Regions from separate parts of the Sus scrofa genome. Here region 2 is linked to region 1. The links are chromatin contacts, called in public HiChIP or PLAC-seq maps. All regions are on one chromosome and are shown on one strand. The core of a region is the stretch at or near the end of the contact, and the rest is flanking DNA. Distances in the headings are between cores, read along the strand shown. Region 1 overlaps FNDC3B (fibronectin type III domain-containing protein 3B). Region 2 has its middle 66 kb from the start of TMEM212.

The links. HiChIP or PLAC-seq counts read pairs in DNA pulled down with a chosen protein or histone mark.
Region 2: a contact with region 1 is called in an H3K27ac HiChIP or PLAC-seq map of alveolar macrophages. The contact joins two enhancer-like sites. A contact is called at or near these places in 1 of 47 Hi-C or Micro-C datasets (embryonic fibroblasts) and 1 of 2 datasets of contacts at active chromatin or transcription factors (alveolar macrophages).

The regions. Positions count from the first base shown.
Region 1 is chr13:110,724,574-110,731,946 of Sscrofa11.1, forward strand. All of the region lies in intron 3 of FNDC3B (fibronectin type III domain-containing protein 3B), which reads left to right. Among named protein-coding and RNA genes, the nearest start is that of FNDC3B, 140 kb to the left of the region's middle. Within about 2 kb of position 4,743, at least 38 of the 83 cell types and tissues checked have an H3K27ac peak or open chromatin away from gene starts, as enhancers often do. A contact at or near this core is called in alveolar macrophages, where this site is marked.
Region 2 is chr13:110,476,731-110,483,759 of Sscrofa11.1, forward strand. No RefSeq gene overlaps it. Among named protein-coding and RNA genes, the nearest start is that of TMEM212, 66 kb to the left of the region's middle. Within about 2 kb of position 1,736, at least 1 of the 83 cell types and tissues checked has an H3K27ac peak or open chromatin away from gene starts, as enhancers often do. A contact at or near this core is called in alveolar macrophages, where this site is marked.

The DNA.
Region 1 (7,373 bases), core at 3,493-5,992:
CCTCATGTTAGGAGAATTTTCGACTATTATATCTCTTGGAATATTTTTTCTGTCCCCTTCTCTCTCTCTTCTTCTTCTGGCACCCCTATAATATGGATATTGGTGTGTTTAACGTTGTCCCAGAGTTTTCTGAGACTCTCTTCATTTGTTTTCAATCTTTTTTCTCTTTTCTGTTCCACATCCACAATTTCCACTAATCTGTCCTCCACCTCGCTTATTTGTTCTTCTGCCTCCTGTATTCTGCTGTTGGCTGCTTCTAGTGAATTTTTTATTTCAGTTATTGTATTTTGCATCTCTTCTTGCTTGTTTTATATCTTGTATCTCTTTGTTTAGTGTTTCCTATAAGTAGTCCATCTTTGCCTCCAGTTTATTTCCAATGTCTTGCGTCATCTTCAGCATCAACAGTCTAAAGTCTTTTTCCTGGAGGCTGAGAATCCCCTGATCACTTAGCTGTTTTCTGGCGTTTTTTTCTTTCTCCCTCATCTGAGTTATAGTTCTCTGTCTTTTCATTTTTATAGGTTTTTGGTGTGGTGACGTTTTTACAGATAATCGAGTTCTAGCCTCTCTTACTTCTGGTGTCTGCCCCCCTTGTGGCTGAAGTTGGTATGGGGGGGTACTTGCCATAGGCTTCCTGATGGGATGGACTGATGACTGCCCACTGGTAGGTGGAGCTGATTCCTATGCCTCTGGTGGGTGGGGCTTTGTTTCTGGATGGGATTAGAGGCTGCTGTGTGCCTGGGGGTGGGACTGTGATCCCACTTGGATTGTTGTTTGCCCTGGGGCTTCTCATCACTGACTGATGGGTGGGGCCAGATTTTCCCAAAATGGCCACCTCCAGAGAAAGGCAGCTGCTGAATATTCCCGAGAGCTCTGCTTCCAAAGTCTTTCCCCCACAATAAGCCACATTCACCCCTGTTTTCCCAGGAGGTCCTTCAAGAACTGCAGTTAGGTTTGACTCAGATTCCTATGGAGACTTTGCTTTGCCCTGGGACCCAGTGCATGTGAAAGTCCATGTGTGCCTTTTAAGAATGGGGTCTCTGTTTCCCCCAGTCCTATGGAGCTCCTGCACACACGCCCCACTGGCCTTCAATGCCAGATGCTCTGGCGGCTCTTCTCCCAGTGCCAGATCCCCACACATGGGAGTTTGATGTGGGGCTTAGAACTCTCACTCCTATAGGTGAGTCTCTGTGAACCAGTTACTTTCCAGTCTGTGGGGCTTCCCACCCAGGAGGTATGGGGTTGTTTATATTGTGAAATCACCCCTCCACCTCTTGATGTGGCCTCCTCTCTGTCTTCTGGAATAGGATATCTTTTTGAAGGTTTCTGGTCCATTTGGTTGAAGATTGCTCAGCATGTAGTTGTAAATTTTGTTCTTTCTAGGATAGAAGTTGAGCTCCAGTCCTTCTATTCTGCCATCTTAATCCCATCTCCCAGCTTGGTGTTTATTAAAGTGAGGCTGATAGTACTTTTCTGAATGACCTGCAATGCCTGTTAATAATTAATATTCCGATTCCTGGACCTCATCCTTTGTCTACTGAATCAGATTCTCTGAGGGCAGGGATCAGAGATTATACATTTTAACAGACTCCCTGGGCATTTCTTCTGCACTTTATGCTAGAGCTTCTTACATTACAAGTTGCAACCTTTTGAAATTTGAAGTTGCTAGTTGTGAGACTTTGCTTTTGGCTAGAGGGGAGTATGAATGTGGTAGCTCAGTGAGAGCTCACAAAAAAGTTACTAAGTGAAGAGTTTCCCAGACATCTTTACTGTCTTGGAAATAAGGGTGAAAGATTCATGTCTTGAAAACATGAGTTTCTGCTACCCTTAATTGATGTAATTCTCCCTATAGCCCTGAAGAAGGTACAATTTTTATCACCCCCATTTTTTTCCCGGGGTCAAACTGAGGGTTAGGAGAGGCTTAGTAACTTGCTCAGAACCACACTCTTCGCCCAGGAGCTGAACTTGAACTCCAATATGAGCCTAAAGCTGAACTTCTCAGCCTCTGTCCATGCTGGATTGCCAGGTGCAGACAGAAGCAAGGGGAGGCAGGTGGAAGCCACTATCACTGCAGCAGTGGGCCAGGAGGACATCATACAGACCGAAACAGCAGAAAACCCGGTACGGATGGTACACCAATGTGTGAATTCCAGCCCTAGGAGAGACATTTGTAGGAAGCTAGCAGCTTTGTCACCTGAAAGCTCGTATGTTGACCTTCTAAGGCAAGGTAGAAGAGAAGATTACAAGTTCTACTTAAAACTGCCTGTGAACTTTTCCTAAGACTTCGGGAGTCAATGCATTTTCTTGACAGAGGGTAAGATGCAGATTAAAAAAAGTTAAGGGGCCTGTCTAAAATCTCACAAGGCATCAAGGTTTTGGGAACAACAGGGGAAAAAGGGAGGAGAGAAAGCACTGAAAATTTGATGTGTGAAGATGGGTGAGCCGGGATGGCCTTGAAATCCCATATTCTTGTCATTTTATTATGTCTTGGAACCAAAGATAACCAAGAAAATGATGGTTAAAAGGGATAAAAATGTGAGTTATAATAGAAGGTCACAGAAAAGGCAGTTGGAAGAAGCTTAAGGTAGTTTGGGGGTAAAAAGCCTGTGTTGCCTTCTGAGAGCCTCGGAGTCTCTTATTTCCATACTGCCCTGTTCAATTTCAGCTCCCTCACACAGTGGGTAAGCTTTAGTATTTCTGATGTTCATACTTCTGCCTTGTGATTAAATATGAATACCATAAATATTCGAATTTGACTAGAAAATTGATTTGTCTTTGGAATGTCTAGTTTTAAAAAAGTTTACTGTACATTTGCTATTCAATAGAGGCCAGTGGACTGTGGAATCTCATAAAAAATAGCAGTTGTGATCAGGGTTAATGTAGGATGTAAGCTTGCAGAAAGTACTTTGAGGCAATTAAAACAGCTCTATTCAAACAACATTCATCCCATAGATACAGGGGGATAGCATGAACTGAAACTCCTGGGTTTTTATGCTGCCTCCTCCCTGCTAACCACATACATACACACATTCCTCAGCTGTAAAGGTTTACCCAGGTGATTTCATCTCCTTGGCCTAACTTTCCTCACCAGTCTGATGAGAAGAGTTAGTGGATGCTTTTACGTTCCACAGTCATCAACTGAAGTTTGTGGTGGCCCCAGCTAACCCCCATTCTGACCTAGTGACTCACGGAGACATTTTTCTTCTTCCTCCTCTCTTCACATTTACACGTTTTGATTGCATTATTGCTTGTACTTAGTGGGGCCGTAGGCAAAGCATGTCATCCTCTGAAGCACATAGAAGTGCGTGTGGACAGGCATGTTGCCCCTGGTTCTGGCCATGCCTCTGCCATCCATTCAGCTGGATGGTGTTTCTGCAAAGTGGACCATGACTCTCCTGGGGGTTTGGTAGAGCAGACTCCTGGCCCTCTTGCAGATCTATTGAGGAGGAATCTCTGGAAGTAAGGCTCTAGACTCTGTATTTTAAGAAGCCTCCAAAGTGATCTTTGGGCTCACTACAAATTGGTAGCCTGAGTGATTTAGTTCTAAGTAGGTATTACAGTCTTTCGATATATCCCATGGTTCTCTGAAGACAGGGTCCGTGCTGTACGTGTACGTGTGTGTATGAATAAAACTTCTCAGAATAAGTTGTGGTCATCTGGTTTGTCTCTTCATGTAACAAATATTTGCATGCTTATTGTATACAAAACCTTGTGTTAGTTGCTGTGGGAATAGAGGCAGAACAGATCTCAGTGACTGATGAGTTACGAGGGACATGGTTTATGGCTGGGTTTATAGCGGGGTGTGGGAATCTCGATGTGCCATTAAGAGAAAAGGGAACACAGGCAGAGTGGGCAGCAGCTTTGGGAGAGGAGATGCCTGTGTAAATGGGAGTCTTTAGAGTGATGATGAAATAAGCCTGAATTTCCACAACTAGTTATGAAACTGGTACCCCTTAAAGATTCATAGTATTGTAGACTATGGGGGAAGGGGAGTCTTTTAGATGCTGTTTCAGTCTCTTCAGAAGCAGGAAAAACTGGTATCATTTGGAGGCTATCTGGTTTAGGTCAGAGGAAAAATATAATGAGGGAAGCCATTATGTTTAAAGATGACCTTTCCTCTCAGACTTGAGAGAGGCTGGTGTTCTTAATAACCTCTAATTGATTTTGAATCTCTAACAGAATGACCCCTAGAAATAAAATTTGAAGTGATGTAGGCATGCTAAGTAGATATGTTCATTTAGTATTTTTAAAACATGCCTTTAGAGCTTGCTCTCCATGGTCAAGGAAAGTGTTGGCATGTCATCTTTAAAGTGCGCCACCAGGCTCCCCTCTTCCTCCTTGGCTAAGGGAGGGGGGCACAGACTGCTGTTCTCACCCACTGAGTGCATTTCCACAGGTAGCCTCATGGTGTTTCCCCAGACTGCTTAATAAATGAAAGTCAACTGTTACTGCTTTTTCCTTACTTTGGCCTGAAGATGATGCAGGGTGGCCTGTTGAGTTTCAGAGGGTCTTAGAATTCTAACCAGAAGTAGTATTAAGTGTGTGTGCCCTTCTCAACAGCAGTGGCCTCAGCACTGAGTTGTTTTTGCAGTTGTGGCTGTGACTTCCCTTCGTTCCCCCAGAATCGGTATGGTACACTGGGAGAAATCCTTTGCCAACAGGACCGGAAGTGACAAGTGAAGGTTGGGCTCAGTGGAGGAGAACAATTCAAGGAGCTGGTGTAGTCACAGGAAGGACAGAGTCAGGAAGAAGCATGAGTCAGCCTGGTGGTTGTCCGTGGTCTTCTCACACCAGCCGCAGCAGATCTGGGGACAAAGATTGAGTCAGAGCTGCCTGGCCGGAGGTCTGGGCAGCGCAGTGGATGTGATATGCCAGACACCAAGAGAACTTCCTGAGGCTTAGAGCTTTCTGGGCTCTTCTTGTTGTGTGGGAACCTATGATGAGCACCATGCTTTTTGCCTCATCCCCTATCCTGAGCCTCAGCCCTGGCAGAGCCCTGGAGGCAGTACTGGGTACATTTTTGCCAGTGGTGCTTTCAGAATAAGTGGTCAGGGTGTGATTTGCATTTGGCATTATCAGCAGTGCTACACCCAAATGCAAATGCTAAGAACCTGTTAAGGACAGAGGACTCTAATATGGAATCTTGAAGAAATTTCTCTACTTTGAGCATAGTATGCATGTTTTTAATGCCAGTGGAAGTAAAAACGCATTGGTAATTTGGAGTGAATTTTAAGGGTTCTTATAGTAGAATCTGTTTAATTTAGTGACAGGATGTAATGAACTTTGAGTACATGAATGAGACATAGAGATGAAGAATTTTACTTGTTTAAAAAAGGGTTAAAAAAGAACTGAGTCTTACACAAAGCTTTCTGCTCCAAAGCCCCACCCCTTTTGCCACACTAGCGGCAGAGAAATTACAGAAAGCTGATTGTGTTGTCTATTTGGCAAGTCAAAGCAAGATACAGCAAGCTAAAAAGATGACTATCCCAGATTGCTTTCACTTTCTGTGACATAAAGGTTCTAAATATAAGAAATAAGAAGCCCCTGGGCAGTTGCTCTTTGGAATTTGTGTGGACAGATCCAGGTCATCCTTGTACTTCTTTGTGCTTTTTAAGAAGTGAGACTTTCTGATTAGGGGGTCAGAATTTCTGTCTGATAGCTCTTAAGTTTGATTTGTTACAAACTTTAAATTTATAATTTCTGATAAAATAGGAAACAAAAATTGCTTTCTTGCTCTCGATTTCATTATCAGAGGTTTACATTAGTCACGTATTAAAACCTTGAATTTCTCCTCTACTTTACAAATACATTAAACAACTCTGATTTTTATTTCATTTTTGCTCTGTTATTAATGCATTTGCTTTAATTAATTATATGTCCAGTATGGTTCTTAAAGAACTTTGTCAGAATGTGTCATTTTTACTGACTTTTGGCTGTTGTTCAAATATAGTAAAGTTATTAATTGGTCTTAATGTTTGCTTTATAAGAAAATGCAATCTAGGAGTTCCCATTGTGGCTCAGCGGAAACGAATCTGACTAGGAACCATGAGGTTGCGGGTTTGATCCCTGGCCTCGCTTAGTGAAAGATCCGGCATTGCTATGAGCTGTGGTGTAGGTCACAGACGTGGCTCGGATCCCGAGTTGTTGTGGCTGTGGTTTAGTCCGGCAGCTGTAGCTCTGATTGGACCCCTAGACTGGGAACCTCCATATGCCACAGGTGTGGCCCTAAAAAGACAAAAACACCAAAAAAACATTTCTTCCAGTCTTTAGTGGCATATTATGCTTCTACTTATCCAGGTTTTGCTAGTCTTAGGTAGCAGTTTATGTGCCTGGTCTATTAACCCTTTTAAGAATTACTGAATTTGGAGTTCCCATTGTGGCGCAACAGAAACGAATCTGACTAGGAACCATGAGGTTTCAGGTTCGATCCCTTGCTCAGTGGGTTAAAGATCTGGTATTGCTCTGAGCTGTGGTGTGGGTCACAGACGTGGCTCGGATCCTGTGTGGCTGTGGCTGTGGCTGTGGCTGTGGCCAGCAGCAACAGCTCCGATTAGACCCCTAGACTGGGAACCTCCACATGCCGCAGGTGCAGCCCTAAAAAGCAAGGGAAAAAAAAAAAAGAATTACTGAATTCAAGTACATTATAAAATTATTACACTTTTATTTACCTTACTGTATGCTAGACACATGGCTAGATGTATAACCTTCTTCTGATCATTGTAATTACTTTAAGAGATAGGTGCTATTATTTAAAATAGAAATGAAGAAATAGAAGGACAGAAAATTTAAGTACTTTTTCCAAAGTCAAGTAGAGGAGTGGAGTGGAGATCTGACCTCAGCTCTTTACTGACCTCAAAGCCCTGACTTTTAATCTCTGCTCTTCTGCCTCTCACACTGTTCTTGTATTCACCTTGTGTTAATGAGCACTGACCATGCCTAGTTGTGCAGATTGAGAGGACTGAAGAATGGAACAACCAGAGTTGGGAGGAAACAGACAACAAGGATAAATAAACATATAGCATCACCAGAGGCGGTGATGGCTATGAAGACAATGCTAGGTAAGAGTAATAGAAAGAGTATGTTTTCTGACCAAATTTTTTAAACGTGAGATATTGTTCTAGTCATTTGTTCTGCTTAAAGCCCAAGACAACATGAAGAAAAGGCAAGAAAAAAAAAAAAAAAAAAAAGACTTCCATAGAGTTTCACATCTTATTGACAAAAGAGCTTGTCAGCCTGCAAACTGGAAAGGCTAATTGCATACCTCACAGGGGAGTGTGACTAGGCAGAAGGCAGATGTGGAGGAGATTGGGTTTCAATGTTGGGAGGACCAAAGTTCCAGTTATTCTCGAGTTACAATACCAATCTTTCAGATAAGG
Region 2 (7,029 bases), core at 486-2,985, 250 kb before region 1:
TTCTGACTTACTTCACTTAGTATGATAATCTCTAGGTCCATCCAAAAAAAATGGCATTATTTCATTCTTTTTATGGTTAATATTCCATTGCATATCTGTACCATATCTTTTTATTTATTTTTTATTGCTTTTTAGGGCCGCACCTGTGGCATATGGAGGTTCCCAGGCTAGGGGTCCAATCAGAGCTACAGCTGCCAGCCTAGGCCACAGCCACAGCAACACAGGATCCAAGCCACATGTGTGACCTACACCACAGCTCATAGCAATGCCGGATCCTTAACCCACTGAACGAGGCCAGGGATTGAACCCGCAACCTCATGGTTCCTAGTTGGATTTGTTTCCCCTGCACCACAATGGCAATTCTGAGAATGTTCTAGTTTCATTCTTTTGTATGTAGCTATCCAGTTTTCCCAGCACCACTTATTGAAGAGGCTGTCTTTTCTCCATTGTATATTCTTGCCTTCTTTGTCATAGATTAATTGACCATAGGTATGTGGATTTCTTTCTGTGATTTCTGTCCTGTTCCACTGATCTGTGTTTCTGTTTTTGTGCTAGTACCATACTGTGGCTTTGCAAAAAAATCTGAAGTTAGGAAGCCTGATTTCTCCAGCTCCATTTTTCTTTCTCAAGATTGCTTTGGCTATTCAGGGTCTTTTGTGTTTGCATACAAATTTAAAAATTTTTTGTTCTAGTTCTGTGAAAAATGCCATTTGTAATTTGATAGAGATTGCACCGAATCTCTAGATTACCTTGGGTATCATAGTCATTTTGACAATATTGATTCTTCCAATCCAAGAGTGTGGTATTTCTTTCCATCTGCTTAGGTGATCCTCAATTTCTTTCATCAGTATCTTATAATTTTCAAAGATCAGGTCTTTTGCCTCTTTAGGTAGGTTCATTCCTAGATATTTTATTATCTTCAATGTGATGATAAATGTGATTGTTTCCTTAATTTCTCTTTCTGATCTTTCATTGTTGGTGTATAGGAATGCAAGAAATTTCTGTGTATTTATTTTGTGTCCTGCAACTTTACCAAATTCATTGATGAGCTCTTGTAGTTTTCTGGTAGTATCTTTAGGATTTTCTATGTATCATGTCATTTGCAAACAAGGACAGTTTTTCTTTTCCAATTTGGATTCCTTTCTTTTCTTTTTCTTCCCTGCCATGGCCAGGACTTCAAAAACTGTGTTGATTAAATGTGGTGAGAGTGGACAACTTTGTCTTTTTCCTGTTCTTAGCAGAAATGCTTTCAGCTTTTCACCATTGAAAATGATGTTAGCTGTGGGCTTGTCATTTATGTCTTTTATTATGTTGAGATATGTTCCCTCCATACCCACTTTCTGGAGAGTTTTTATCAGAAATGGGTATCAAATTTTGTCAAAAGCTTTTTCTTCATCTATTGAGATGATCACATTGTTTTTATTCTTTAGTTCATTAATGTGGTATATCACATTATTTGATTTGCATATATTGAAGAATCCTTGCATTCCATGCAGTATCTTGATTTAATCTGAAGCAACAATGTACTCTAAAAGAAGGATATATTTTGCAGATAGAGCCATTGAAATATCAGAGCATTGTTAAGCTTCCAAATAGGGTGTTTTAGAAAAATAGACTCAACTAGTATATATTCCTCTTTTACTGTCCCTCTTCCTCTTTCATGCTGCCTTGAATGAGGATGCAATGGCTAGAGTTCCAGCCATCATTTTGTAACCCTGAGAATGCCAGCCATGGTGAAACATATAGAGAAGCTGGGTGTCTAATTATTTCATAAAGTATTATACCATCCCATATGGTTACCTCTGGACTTAACAAAATACAAGTGCTCTGTGAGTCTTATGTATGAAATACTGTTAACCTTATGTATTCTAAACACTTTTAGAGATAATTTAACCCTATTGAAACCTAGTGCCAGGTTTTAATTTTTTAATTTATTTGAAGTGGCTATTACAGTGACTTTATTTTTTGCCATTGCTCATTTCTTAAACTGCCAAATCTAATTATAATTGAAACAGGGTGATTTTATGTTCTGCTTATAAAATAAAAAGTGAAACCATATTTTGGAAAATGATTAAGTATTTGGCTTATAAATGTCCTTATGAAGAAACTCTATTTCCAGGAATAGATCCTAACGAGTGTGTGTGTGTGTGTGTGTGTGTGTGTGTGTGTGTATGAGAGAGAGAGAAGCTTTAAGAACAAAAGACACTTATAAGAAAAATAGAAGCAACCTAAAGAGCAATGTAATAAAATGGGTAATAAAATATGATACATTCAGGAGTTCCTGTTGTGGCTCATCAGATTAAGAACCTGACATAGCGTGTGTAAGGATGCAGGTTCAGTCCCTAGCTTGCATTGCTGCAAGCTGTGGCATAGGTCACAGATGTGGCTCAGATCGGGTGTTGCCATGACTATGTCATAGGCCTCAACTGTGGCTCTAATTTGATCCCTGGCCTGGGCACTTCCATATAGTATAGATATGGCTGTAAAAATAAAATAAATATACTAAATAAAGTAAATTAAACATGATACATTCATGGAATTAATAAACTAGAGAAACAACATTTTTACTTTAGAAAGCATTTTGTGGTACCAATTTAAACAATATTGAAGCCTATGATGTAAAAGTTATATTCTCCCTTTCCTACGTAAGTTCCACACTCCTGTTTATGATCTAGTGCATATCATTCCACAGTTTTTCCTTTGTCTTTACAAACAAATGCAGATGTATCTTTATTTTATATAACGAAGAAAAATTGGATTATAACACATATAGAAAAGAAAAATTATTGAAAATGCTCATAGTATAAGAAATTTTATAAATAATGTATAAAATTTGTTATACAGCAAGATCCCAATTACATTTCAACAAGTGCCTAGAAAAAAGACTGGAGTGAATATATAAACAAATATGTGAATAAATGAATATTAAATACATATTGCCAGTATTAATAAATAGTTTACTATTAATAATAAATATTATTTTTTCTTAGAAATACAGAATTTTCTCCAAAATCCCAATAAGGCTAAAAGTAAAAAACATCTTATTACATTTCAAGGGAAGTATAAGAGACTGAGGGCACATATTTGAACCACCTGCCTCCCAGTCTCATCCAAAATGACCTAGAAAATTTTAAAATATGTAAAACCCTAAATAAGTACTGGAAGCTAGGGAAGGAAACCATACAAATGCCAGAAACTTCAAAGAATTTCTTCTAAATCCTGTGCAGTTGGGACCAGATTAAAGGACATCCAGGGCCAATTTACCAATCACTGAGGAACAGCTTGACTGGAAGGGACGACGGCTGGAGGCCGACTGTAGGACCTATCAGTGAATCTTTTAGCTCTTGAAAATTGAGTGAATTTGAGGATAGGAAAGGTAGCAAACAATGGCAAACAGTTCAAGCAGAAAGCCCATGCACAGCAGCAATACTGTGTTATTGGATGTTTTCCCCAAGCTTTGGAGAATTTCACTGCCTCCGTGGAGCTAGGCAGGAAGGCAAGGCCTAAGTGTCTCTCTCAAGCAGCAGGCTGCCACTAGCAGGAGTGTTCTTTTCTGATACACTGGGCACCTAGCTAGAGACATTGGCCTGGGCATCTGTAACACACACCAGCCATAAGCGTGGGGGTGTCTACAGAAGCCCTAGGTAGGCATTAACCACAAAATCTGTCAGCACAGCCCTCTTACAAAATACAAAGAAAAATCTTTCTAAGTTGAAGTTTAGATAGCTATCTTTTTTCACATTTTGACCTCACCCTTACGCAATACATAAATTAATTTGAGATGGATAATTGATATAATTGTGAAAAGTAAATTGATGAAGCTTCTAGAGAAAAACATGAAGTCTTCATGATTTTTGCTTGAGCAAATTTTCTTAAATAGGGTACCAAAAACACTAGCCAGAAATAAAAGATTGAAAATTTGAGCTTTACTCAAATGGATAATTTGTTTATTAGAAGACAATGAGGAGTTCCTGTCATGGCTCAGGGGGAACAATCTGACTAGGAACCATGAGGTTGCAGGTTCGATCCCTGGCCTCCCTCAGTGGGTTAAGGATCCGGCATTGCTGTGAGCTGTGGTGTAGGTTGCAGACATGGCTCAGATCCTGCAGTTGCTGTGGCTGTGGGTAGGCTGGAAGCTGTAGCTCCTATTTGACCTCTAACTTGGGAACCTCCATATGCCATGGGTGTGGCCCTAGAAAGACAAAAAAAAAAAAAAAAAAAAGATAATGAGAGTGATAAGGCAAACTACAGACTGGTAGAAGACCTTTGCAATAGATATAAAATACAAAGGACTCATATCCAGCTTATACAAAGAATAAAATCAAACAAAAGAATAAAACTGACAAAAAAATTTAAAATGGGTAAAATACTTTAATAGTCACTTTGGAAAACTTAATGGATAAATGAGCAATAAATGTGAACATTACCAATTAGAGGAAAAGGCAATTAGCTAACAATATGAAGTTTGGCAAAGATGTGGAGTAACTGGAACTCTCATAAATTGTTGGAAGGAGTGTAAACTGATTTTTTTTTAATTCATTTTAAGAAAATGTTTGAGAGTGTCTACTAAAAACATGTCTATACCCTATGGCCCAGAATTCCACTTTTAGGTATATACCCTACAGAAATAAGTACTTGTATCTATGAAAATACTTGTGCAAGTGTGGTCATAGAAGCTTTACTTATGAAGCCAAAAGTATATATATTTTAGAATATTCACATCCATATGAAAAATAAAAAACTATATGCAAAAACATGGATTAGTCTGAACATAATGGAACAAAAGAAAACAAAGTAAAAGAGTAGGATGATGGTTGGGTCCATCAAGAAGCGCTACTGAGACTGTGTTAGAAGCACAGAAAATTTGCTTGGAATAGGAACAGGCACAAAAAGCCTCCAGGTCTGACATATAGTGACGGAAGGATGGAAAGTTGGGTAGAAACAGTTCTAGGAAAATCTTGGCCAGCTCCATGAGGAGCTTCAACACGAAGATTACCCATAAAGAGGTTTATAGCCAGAAATGGCAAACTCTTGTACCACCATGCTCAGTCATCAACCGGCACAGCCTAGAAAGTGCATGATCTTTTCTCAAAAGATGAAGCAGAGCCTGAAGCACTTACATCTGGAGACTGTTGATGAACTGCACTCCTTGTGGCAAGTTTTTTTTTGAAGGGACATCTGAGTGACGTACCTTCATGGCTACTACAAGAACCTACTATACAGTTGCACTTGGGTGAAGTCCACAGCCATCAGATGTAATCCACAGAGACAGAGGTCAGAAGAGCAAGGGATTGTGACTGGGAGGGGACAGGAAGAAGCCTGCTGGGTGGTAGGAAATATTCTATTTCTAGGTATGCACAGTGTTATGTTTCTAGGTATGTACAAATATACACACACATATATTACATATATATACATATATGCATATATGTATGTGTGTAAATATATAAAATTATTTATGAAATTTGTGATATATGTTGTATTCTATTATATATGAATGTATATTCTGAGATATATATTCTGTTTTAAAAGGAAGGGAATGGTGGAGAAAAAGTTTCCTTTCCAAGATTGCACATGGCCCTGATCCCTGAGGATTGTTAGATTAAGGAACCAGCCACATGCCTTCTTTTCAGAATCTAGAGGTCCCTAAAAGTATAAGTGTGAAAAGACTTTTAAAATTCCCATCATTTGGCTTCTGGAGGAAATAACCAAAAAAAAAAAAAAAAAACTCACTGTTTTTTAAATATAAGTGAAAAGAAAATTGCCCAGCCATGTAGGACTAGATTTGGCTGTGACAGAAAACCCAAAATAATAGTATCTTAAGATAGAATTAATTTCACTATAACCTAAAAGAAGTCCAGAGGCATACAGTCTAGGCGTGGTTTGGGCTGCACAACAGGTTCCTTCCATCTTACTGTTCTGCCATTCTTGGCTTGTGGTTTTTACCTTACTGTCCAAGAGAGATCTTTGAGCTATAACCGTTAAATGTGCATTCCAACAGCAAGAAAAGAAGACAAAGAACACGTCTGAAAGTTACATAGAGCACTTCCACTTCCATCCCACTGGGTGGAACTTAGTTTTATGAGCACACCCAGCTGCAAGGGAGTCTGGGGCATGTACTCTTTATTTCAGATGCCAGACGCCCAGCTAAAAATCAGAGTTCTATTTCTAAGGACAAAAGGAAACTAGGTTATTGGGGAATAACTAGCAGATTCTGCCTTAATCTCACAAGAATTTATCATCTGAAGGAAAGAAAACATGAAAAAGTAGAGAAAAATCAGACCAAAGTAATACATATAGTTTTGGAACAGAAATTTTTAGATGCATCTGTGTTATGCTATTAATTAAAAAAAAAATATATATATATATATATATATATGTGTACACCTGGAAATGAGGGATAAAAGATAAATTGAACAGAATTGAGGAGGGAGTTAGTTGAGAGAAAGCATTTTGAAATTAATTACAACATCGTGAGATTTTTGTACTTCGTTAGAAGTAGTGTCAGTTGAACAGAACTGACAATGTAGAAAACTGAATCAGTAATAAAATTGATAAGCTTGATGAATTTCCATAAAACAGGGAAAACAGGTAAGAGAGATGTACACTTGGAGAGATAAGAGATGTAATACATAAACAGTAAAGAGTCGTCAAGTGGATAATGGTAGTTTTGAAAAAACGACCTGAACAAATAGAAAAGGAATAATGCTTAAGACAACAAAGAAAACATTTATCAGCTGAAGGTAAATTTTAACCTGCAGATTAACATAGCTTCTAATACACCAAGGAAAAAATAAATAAAAGAATAGATATCTGCATCTGGTCAAAGTCTGACTTTGAGGTAAAATAAAGGCAGAATCCAGGCAGAAAAAATACCCACAAAAGAAGGAAAATAATTTTTTCTTAGCTATATTAGAAGACTAAACATAATCTATGGAGTGAAAAAGGTGAGATGGCAGAAAGAGCAAATCTCCTTGGTGATTTATCAGTATTGGAGTGTGAAGGTTGTACACTTCTATTAAAAAGAGT